2 separate regions of the Columba livia genome follow, and region 1 is linked to region 2. Evidence: chromatin contacts called from public Hi-C data. All regions are on one chromosome and are shown on one strand. Each heading gives the region's core, a stretch centred on a gene start, on an enhancer-like site or on the middle of the called end of the contact. The rest is flanking DNA. Distances are from core to core; before and after follow the strand shown.

The links. Hi-C and Micro-C count contacts between places; a contact is called where the count stands out from the background.
Region 1: a contact with region 2 is called in a Hi-C map of liver, with 6 times the contacts expected there. The contact joins the promoter of LOC135578534 here to the promoter of SMIM13 in region 2. A contact is called at or near these places in 2 of 2 Hi-C or Micro-C datasets (crop and liver).

The regions. Positions count from the first base shown.
Region 1 is chr2:70,353,030-70,358,196 of bColLiv1.pat.W.v2, forward strand. It overlaps LOC135578534 (transmembrane protein 14C-like), which reads right to left and starts at 3,382. Exons shown (of 4, transcript XM_065052426.1): 1 at 3,137-3,382; 2 at 2,524-2,625; 3 at 657-741; 4 at 1-432. The coding sequence starts at 3,212. The coding sequence ends at 375.
Region 2 is chr2:70,208,642-70,213,779 of bColLiv1.pat.W.v2, forward strand. It overlaps SMIM13 (small integral membrane protein 13), which reads right to left and starts at 1,998. Exons shown (of 2, transcript XM_005512547.3): 1 at 1,519-1,998. The coding sequence starts at 1,594.

The sequences.
Region 1 (5,167 bases), core at 2,132-4,631, 150 kb after region 2:
CCTCTCCCCTTGTTTTAGAGGTACAGATTATTTTAGAATGACAGGTCCAGATGTACATTTAAGCTTCAATCCTGCAACTATCTGTATGCAAGTGCGGAGGTCATTGCCTACAGCAAGTTGCAGGACCAGAAGCTAAACTAATGCTATACTCATATTTTCTTGCTTCACAGAGCAGAAAACATTAAGGAAAATAATATTTTGGAGGATGTAACAAGGGTTCTCAGTGTCAGTCTTTTAAAACAAAACCCACTTGCATTAAGATATGAAAAATACAATATACAGACAGCAGTGCCTTTTCCACTTTTGTATAGAACATTTAGGCAGTTGCATTTTCGATCTTCTCAATCACATATCTTCAGTGACTTCATGCAGACTTATGATTTAAGAGGCTTTTCCATTATCTGCAATCCAAGCCGTCCAACCATCAGTAAACTGTTGAACAGAACAATCATTATTAAAAAAAACAAGGGAGGCAAAAATCCCATAAAGAAGAAGGAAGGAAATATTGACATGTTTTCATTTGGCTGAACTCCACCGTAAGATTTCATTTTTCTCAGAACTTACCACATAACATTTTTAAAACAATATAATCCACAAATAAGTTAAATAAAATGCCTACTTGAAAATACAGACAAGAACAAAAGACAAGTGACTACCTGGCACCAGCAATTATCCCAGGCATTGCTTTTCTGGAGTTGTAAAACCTCATTCCCATAACAGCAGACAAAGTTCCAGACGCCACTGTTGAAAAAAAGCCCAGTCAGAACCATTTGGAATAGAAATACCAGCGCAACGCTGCAACGCTTGGACATTGAGCAGGGCCAGCCAAATAGGCCTATGGCTATGGATAGGAACGCAGGGAACTGTACACAAACATGTCACTTATTTTTGCTGAACAGTAGAACTATTGCAAGCTTCTCAGCAGCTTTGGCAAGTGTGTTCCACTGCTCGTAAGAAGCGAGTAGATCTCATCAGGGTTGAGACCGCTGCCTCATTGCCCACGACCTCCAATCCTCCAGGCAGATTGCTAACTCCCCCTCGCTTTCTGTTTGCAGAAGGATTATTTCCTTCAATACAGATAGGCTTAAAACTCCCAGAAAGGTCAGACAAAGTTCCCTCTGTGGGAGGTAAATATTACAGTTTCTCTGTGACATTCTGAACTGGGAAGTGGCACTAAATACTGCAACTAAAAATAAAACACTGCTATCAGAAAATATGAATTAGCAAACAGAAAGCAATCTAAGGGATCAAACTGAAAGAGCGACTAACATTTTAAACATTACTCCAAATTATTTAATCTCCAAGTCCAGAAAAATAATCCTACTGATAATCACATAAAAGTTACAGGGCCATTGTTTCCTCAAAAGGCAGGTAGAGGTGTTGTATACCTTTCTCCAAAGCTTCAAGTTTGTTTGCATCAGACAGGGCAAAAGATATTCTAAAGATATTCTGTCAAGATTCTTTTTCTGTATTTCTACCTTGAGGTACTGTGACCAACCTAAAGCTTAGTGGGAGCCACAAACTCATGCTGGAGATGCACAGCCGCTCCCACAGCACACCAGTGTGGAGGAGAAAGTCCAGAAGTGGAAAGTTTACTTCACATTAAGCTGTGTTTTACATTTAATTCCTTACTGACAAGGTAGTCTGGTCCTCTGCAGTATCTACCAGGGGCTTCATGAAACCTTTCAGCACATTACATGATCAAGTCTTATTGGTTTGAAATAGTCTTAAATCACTGTAATGCTCTAGTATCATAACACTAATAATACTATAGCATAGTTACAGAACTGGAAAGAACCTCAAGAGGTCATCTAGGCTAACCTAGTGCCCAAAGGCAAGATCTGTTCCTGATGGATACTGATCTAACCAGTTATTAAAGTCCTGCAGTGGTGGAAGTACATGAGGTTCACCTGATTTCTTCCAGTGCTTCATAATACTTCCCACTGTCATTTTATCCTTCTGCTTCACTCAAAGAGTTAAGTGCAAGCTAAGCCCACATCTTCTTGTCCCATCTACCACAAGCAAGGAGAATATATAATTCCCTCCTTTCTTCTACATATTTCACTGTTTCTTCCACAGCATATGATGCATTACAACCTATACTGCTCTTCTTCTGAGATGCTTGTGCAAGCCAATATTCCATAAAGCCACATACTGCTTGTCACAGTGCTGTCACTGTTGCTAAAACGCCTATTCCATGACCATAAATTAAAAATGCTGCATCACAACCAAACATTTTTCATATACTTCTCCTGTGCCTACATTAGTTTAACATGGTTATCTTGTCTGACAGAGGAGATGGTTGTTTCTCACCAGCTCTGGCTTCCAGGACAACCTAGGTTTTGGAACCAGGCTCTGTGTTCTTACATAAATACCTCCTGACTATGGGCAGGAGGCCTTGCCACTGCTTAAAACATTTGTAAAAATAAAAGGGCACCGACAGGCTGAAATGTGCTAGAAAAAGAAGTTACTGCTCCCACTGCTACCAGCGATGCTTAGTCCTTGGGTGCTGGGTAAACTTACCGAGGGAAAGCCAGACATTCTTTGGATCTTTGGACTGCTGGTAGGCACCTAGTCCTGCTAAGCCACCGAAGAGAAGACCAGCTGCGAGAGAAGGGGTGCTGCCTTGAATAAAACGGAAGATAAAGCAGTTAGTGAAAGAGCACTTACACAGCAAGTCTGCAAAACAAACAAAACGACTTGCAAGTACACATTCACTACTAAAAATATAAAAATAAGAAAAATAAGAAAACATAAACCACAAAGCAAACCTAAACCAAACAGAACATAGCAAGTTGTTTTTATTAGCATGGCACTTCGCAGGCCTCGGCCGAGCACCGTTTCCATGCAACAAGGATTTCGCGCAGTTTGCCGGGTGACTCCCCGCGGAGGACCGGGCCCGGGCACCCGAACTCGCCGCAGCCCCGGCTGAGGCGGCAGCCCCAGCCCCCCGCGGGGCCGGCAGACACCCCGCCAGCTCCCAAGGCGGGATTTCAGCCCCGGACGCCGGCCCGACAGCGACACAGCCCTTCCCCGCGAAGCGCTGGGACACCCCCCGCCGGTCCGGGCGAAGCAGAGCGAGGCGCTGCCTGCGGGCAAGGCCGGGACCCGGGACGCCGCCGCTGCCGGCACCTACCTGCCTTGGCGTAGCCTACGACGCCGCCCGCCGCCACCAGCGCCGCGTAGCCGAAGCCCAGCCAGTCGTACTCCATCTGCGGGCTGCGCAGGCCGCAGGCAGCGCCCGGCCTCGCCCCTCCAGTCCCGCTCCGACCTTGGGCCGCCCTCCCCGCGGCGGTGCCGCCTCTGCCGGAGGTCCCTCCCGCCGGCCGTGACGGGCACCCGGGGGCAGGTCGCTCGCTTGGGCGGGCGGCAGCTGCGTGGCCAGGGTCAAGGACCGGGGCTAGTGCGGGGGCAGCAGTGTCGGGGCTCCTGCGAGCTTGGGTGGTGCGTGGGCTGCGGTGCGGTCCGGCCCTGAGGTTCCGCGGGAGTAAAGATCCCGCACCGGTACTGACATGGGCCAGACTCGGTTTAGGAGCTTAAATTTATTGCCAGTTAATAACAGAGTAGGAAAGTGAGAAATAAAACAAGATGAAACCTCCCTCTCCCCATCTTCCCAGGCTCAACATCACTCTAGACTCCTCGGAGAAAGGGGAGCAGGGCTTGCAGTCAGTCCCACTCCTCATCTCCACTGCTCCTTCCTCCTGATGCTCTTCCCTTGCTCCAACGCGGGTCATTCCCACGGGCTGCAGTTCTTCACGAACTGCTCCAGCATGGGTCCTTTATACAGGGTGCCGTCCTTCAGGAACAGACCTCTCCAGCCTGGGTCCGCCACAGGGTCACAGCTCCTGGCAGCAAACCTGCTCCAACCTGTCTTCTCTCCACCCGTGTGGGGTCCTCCACGGGCTGCAGGTGGATTTCTGCTCCACCGTGGACCTCCATGGGCTGCAGGGGCACAGTCGGTCTCACCACAGGCTATAAAGGAATCTCTGCTCCTGTGTCTGATGCATTCCTCCCTTCTTTCTGCTCTGACCTTAGTGTTTGTAGGGCTGTTCTCTCACATTTTCTCGCTCCACTCTCTCAGTTTCTACTCTGCAGCATTTTTACGCTTTCTGAAACATGTACCACAGAGGCACCACCAGCATCAATGATGGGCTCAGCTTTGGCCAGCGGCAGATCTGTCTAGGAGATGGATAGAGCTGTCTCTGTCTGACACAGGGACATCTCCTGGTGTCTTAGAATCATAGAATCATTTCAGTTGGAAGAGACCCTCAGGATCATCGAGTCCAAGCATAACCTAACTCTAGCACTAAACCATGTCCCTAAGAATCTCATCTGAATGCCTTTTAAACACCTCTAGGGATGGTGGTTCCACCACTTCCCTGGGCAGCCTGTTCTAATGCCTGACAGCCCTTTCTGGGAAGAATTTTTTCCTAATATCCAATCTGAACCTCCCCTGGTACAACTTGAGGCCATTTCCTCCTGTCCTGTCACTTGTCACTTGGGAGAAGAGACCAACACCCTCCATGCTACAACCTCCTTTCAGGTAGTCGTAGATAGCGATCAGGTCTCCCCTCAGCCTCCTTTTCTCCAGGCTGAACAGCCTCAGTTCCCTCAGATGCTCCTCAACACACTTGTGCTTCAGACCCGTCACCAGCTTCACCGCCCTCCTCTGCACTCTCTCTAGTATTTCAATGTCCTTCTTATGAGGGTCCCAAAACTGAATGCAATATTCAAGGTGGGGCCTCACCAGCACCGTGGACAGTGGCATGATCACTTCTCTAGTCCTGCTGGCCACACTATTCCTGAGACAAGCCATCTGTCTTCTCACAGAAGGCACCCCTGCAGCCCCTCACTACCACAACCTTGCTACATAAGCCCAATACAGATGTCAAAAGAAGGCCTTTGGATTCTCCAGAAATTCTGCTGACAGTGTGCACGTGCTGAGCGATGGTGGTGATGTGGTACAGGGCACAATCCCCAGCACTACATGGAGTAGCCGCCCTGGCACTGCACTGGACGGAGCCCCAGATCCCAAGGGAGGGTGCAGCTCTCCCGGACTGGGACTGCAGAGGTGCCTGGGACTACTCAGCTGGACAGTAGCTTAGCATGAAAGGCCTTGGGCACCCCAGGGTGTCACAAGAAGCTGCACATGAGGCAGCAATGTGCC
Region 2 (5,138 bases), core at 748-3,247:
CAATGTGCACCCTTGCAGTCCTAGTTATCTGTATTTCAGAAGTTTCCTTACCCGAGTCTTAGCGCTATGGGTTAAAAATGTTGACCTTTCTTCCACAAACTTTAATAAAGTTTCAGCATCCAAAATAGTCTTTCTTAATGAGACTGCAATTTATTTCCCCATTGTGTAAAACGAAAACATTTTGTTTTAAGTCTGTTGCTCAATCATTTAACTGTATGTTCTCCAGTTCCTCTGCAATGATGACATTTTCATAACCATTCCCAATTTCCCTTTTTCATTCTGCTCAGTTTTATAACCATCACCCATCTATCTTCCAGGCTAGATAGATCTAACCTATTTAGAGTTTCTTCATGCAGGAATCATTACATAGCTCTCACCACCTTATTTTGTAAAAAGAAACTAGGCTTTTTTTAAAATAATGTAATACACTTTAACAAGAAAATACACTGCTTGAGACACAGGTATGTGGTAGATCCCTGCAGCAATATAATGACATCTTCTATTTTATTTTAAACTTCCAGTGTTTAATTTACCTATTTGCTTGCTACAAGGCATTGAACAGAGATTTTGGAGAACTGCTCACAATTCCTTCAGCTAATCCTTTTTTTGGGATGCTAACAGCTCAGTTCAAAGCCATATTTCCCCACAAAAATTATGTATGCATACATTTCACACTTCTTATGTGCATTACTCCATTCATGCTAATACTGGATTTCACATCCCATATTACTATCCAGACCCTTGATATTGCAAAATCTTTTCACAACGGTTTGCCATTTTGATCCCAATTGACATTTTTAAGCATTAAATGTTAGCTGACTCTTCACTTTGCTCCCTTGGCTTCCACAAATCACAAAGGCACTTGGAATTTGCTTCTTATCTCACAAACTTTTCACCACAGACTATGGCACAGTTTGAGCTTGGTGGTGGTGAGTTTTGAGGTGGGTTTTTTTTTAGAGCTCTAAGTTCAGCACATTGACCACAACACCCTCATGTACTACCCTACTGATTCCTTCCAAGAACTCATACAGACCTGCAACTCGTGCCTACCACTGAAATAACCCTTCTCTCTGAATACACATAAGAAAAAACCTCAAATGACCTGCTTTCAATCTGTTCTAGCAAACAGATGTCAAAGCCTGAGAGGTACCAGTATGAAGTTTACTTCCTCTATTCAGTAACATTTCAGACCCACGTACAGAGTCCGTTCACTAAAAAAATGCTGACAGCTTCAGATTAGTCACCGAATTATGCTCTGGGAATATTTCATGGCTGAAAATTATTAGGAAACAAAGAGAAGGGGGCGCTGCGAACCACACACGCTCCCCCACAGCCCAGGGCACGGTGCCCTTTCATTTCCTTCAGTCAATCTGAGCGAAGAGGAACCACCAGAGATTGAGAAAGCGGGGGAGGGGGAAGAAGCGGGGTGAGAATGGGGGACAGGAGCGCTGCCCGCCCAAGCCGGCCAGCCCTCCGGCAGCTTCTCGCCGCGCACGGAGCGCGGCGGGCGGGACTCACCGCACAGCATGAAGAGCAGCACACAGGCCAGGGTGGCCACGATCACCAGCAAGGTCAGCCCGATGCTCTGCCACATGGCGCCAGCCGCCTCCCCCTCGCCGGCGGCGGGGGCCCCCTCCTCAACGACACCTCCCCGCCGAGGCAGCCGCTCGGCCGGGCTGGGCCGAGCCCCACCGACGGCCGCCCCTGCGGGAGAGACAGCAGGGGCGGTCGGGGCCCAGCCGGCCCCTCGGCGGGTCACCCGCAGCGGGCCGCCGCGGGGCTGAGGTGAAGGCAAACGCCCGCCGGCGGCTACATGAAGGAGGAGGCCGCGCCTCGCATCGCTGCCCGCTACCCCGGGGAAGGGAGGGGGCAGCCCCGCGGCCCAGCCGGGAGGGCGAGGTGAGCCGAGGAGACGCGGGCTGAGCCGGCGGCAGCACCGGCGCTGTCTCCTCCCGCCGCTTAACAGCCCGGCGCGAAGAGCGGCCGTGGAGAGACGGGGCGGGCCTCCGAGTGCGTCGTGGTGACGCAGAGCGCGGTGGATGCTGGGAACTGTAGTTCGCCTCCTCAAGTCCCGGCGGCAAGAGCGGGAGGCGCCCCCGCAAGGGGGACAACAAGTCCCGGCGTGCCCCGCGCCGCCCTCCCTGCTTGGGGCTGAGAGGCGACCGCGGCACGGGCGGCACTGAGGGCGGGGGTGACGCAGGGTGGGCTGAGCGGGTGCCCGGCCAGGCTGTGGGAGGCAGAGCAGGGCGAGAGGGGGCAGGCAGTGTGGTAAAGACACATGTGTGGCCGTGGCTGGAGCCTTGAGCAGAGCAGAGAGCCTGTAGTAGACAGGTTGCTCCCCGTGCAGTGATTGATTTAGCTCAGTCCTAAGGATGGGGCAACCTCATCTCTTGTTCCTCTTTCTCCCTCTTGTCATTGCTGCCCTGGCTTCCCCGTGCCCGGGTTGATCGGAAAGGGGACAGCAGGGCCACCAGTCCTTGGCCAAGGCAGCGTTTCTACATATGCGCCAGCCCAGCATGGTTCAAATTCCACATGGCCTTGACTCTTGCTTTCTGTTGACATTGTAGCGACACATCAAAGCTGGTCTTTCCCTCTTAAGAGAAATCTGAGGAAATAATAACTTCCCGGAATCATGAGATAATCTTGATTCTGACATGGACTTTACTTTTAGAACTGGAATAAGGTTATAACTTTCATTTGTTGTGTGGGAGGTGCTGGTTAATGTTTCTAGAACTACTGAAAATGTTTGTTTGAATCCGCTACTGCAGAAGCCTAACTTCCCATGTAGATGTCACCATTGCAGTGAGATGTCAGAGAAAGCTTATCCACGGGTCGGGTCAAAGCAGGAGCATTTTACTTGCTTCCATAGAGCAAATGGTGCAAATCAGAAAGATAACGACTAGCAAAAACAAGAGAGATGTGGATGCTGAGGGCACAGGCCTTATTTTCAGGGTGTGAGAGCTGATACATCTAGACTAACCAGATGTTTTGCAGCAGTCAGTTAACTGGTGTTTGTGTTTGTGCAGCAAGACCAGGTGAGGAATGGGATTATCCCTCCTTCACCAGGAAGAGGATTGAGGCTGAAATAGATGTTCAAAGTGTCAACATATTTGGTGCCCCTTTTGGCCTCCTTTTCAGCCAGTGTATGGCAAAAATCTCATGTTTCTTTTGCATTTAATTTATTTGTAGCACAGCTTTCACTGATGTCAGGTGCAGCTGCTCAGCACTTTGACAAATGCACATTTAGTTACCCTCAGGCAGCCAGCAGAAGGAAGAATAGAATCTTCGACTAGCTGTAGAAAAAATATTTGAATGATCTCCCCATGACCACGTGGAAATTATGTTAAATAAACTCTGTATTCTAGTCCAGAACAGGAATTTCAGCCACTTTAACGAGATTATCTTTTGTCCTTTTCCAGATCCTTGCATCATTCATGGCCTTCTGTTTGTTTATCATCCGCACCATGCATTAATGTAGCAGGAGTCTTGCTGAAGGCTATTGTTGTAAATAAGGATTATTAAAATGAATATGCACAGGAAGAGCAAGTTAAAGTAATCCAGGCAGTTTTTGTTCTACAGCGTCCTAATCTTTTAATCCTTTTCTAGGCACATACAATATCTTCAAAGGTGACTGGCAACCATGCCAACTGTTGTAGCCAAAACAACATATAGGGGCTTGACTGCCTGTCACTTGTGCCCCAGCAGCCAGCCAGGTAGTGACAGTTCATGCAGAAGGAGCAAAATGTAGCTCTTTCTTCTCTTCAGAATGCACTTGGTGACCTTCCCCCCACTACTTTTCCTTTGGCATGAATACATTTCCGTTTCCCAGGGCAGGAGTTGGGAGAACATCCTCCTTCCACCCCTTTCCCTCCGTGTTATGTTGTTGTGCATCACACTGTCAGCTCTTTGACGAAGGACTCTGGTGTAGGTCTCACCACAGCAGGACCGTGATCTCAGACTGGGACCTCCATATGCCACCATAATGCTAAGTATGGAGAGAGCTCATTCACATCCGTCCACAATTCACAGCAAGTTAACGCCACCAGACTCCTCAGAGGAGATGGGCAGACAATGAGGGACAGAGCATCTAAATATGGTCTTTTGTGACCATTCAGCTTCAGCTTTTGTTTTGGAGCTGTCAGATTTTCCCCAGTTCTAGGCTGACTTAAATGAACAATATGGACTATTTAAATAAAGATGATAGGCATAAGAGGGATGATAAAATTCTCTTTATGTAAATTTAGAAAATACCAAATTATACAGCCAAACTATCTGTGACTGCAGCCAAGGACTTTTCCTGCACATGTTGCAATTCCATTCCAGCTTTAGCAGAGCCTTTAAGAGTAAATACTGGCAGTATTATTGTGTTCCAGAAGAGGGTGCTAAAACATAATACATACTTATTAGAAAACCTGCGAAGCTGCGCAATTGCTCAAGTCCATGCTTCATCCAGGATAAGTTTATTGTGGCAGAGTTTTTATTTTACATGCTCATAGCTGGCAATTTAATAGAAGTTTTAGCTTTACCTGTACAGACACGGTACACTAGTTTTGAAGACTAAAAGCATAGGAAAAACTACATTCTAGAAAGAACTAATCATACCAGAGAAAAACAAGAGGACAGCCTTTCAGTTCTGGTTTGATAAACCACAAAATCTTTTTGCTTTAGCCTGATACTGGGATTTGATTCAACACAGTTTTATTAGCAACAGTTCTTAAGCACTCACTGGGAGTTAAAAATTCTGTCGCAGTAACCTCTTAACTCCCTATGATGTCACTAGCAGAATCAAGATCTTTAGGTACATAACCATTATACTGTGCCAATAAAACTAGAAAAAGAATGGATAACAGGAGGAAAATAACCTCTTCCATGTCAGCTCAGGGAAATAAGAGACATTTTGCCATTGAGTTGGAAAGATACTACTGATAGGACAATTTAGTGAAACAGGCAGGTCCTGAGTTTAAATCCCAACTTGGAGGAGACTGTGATCAAGAGCAGTGATTTGCAATGTGGGACATGGCTTACTTCACTTTTCTTTCTCAAACTAAAACTTTATCCTGCTGATTGGAAAATAGCAGGAGTTGAGAGCTGCCAGTAGCCAGCTGATCAGTGGTACGTCGTCCACCTTGTTTCCTGCT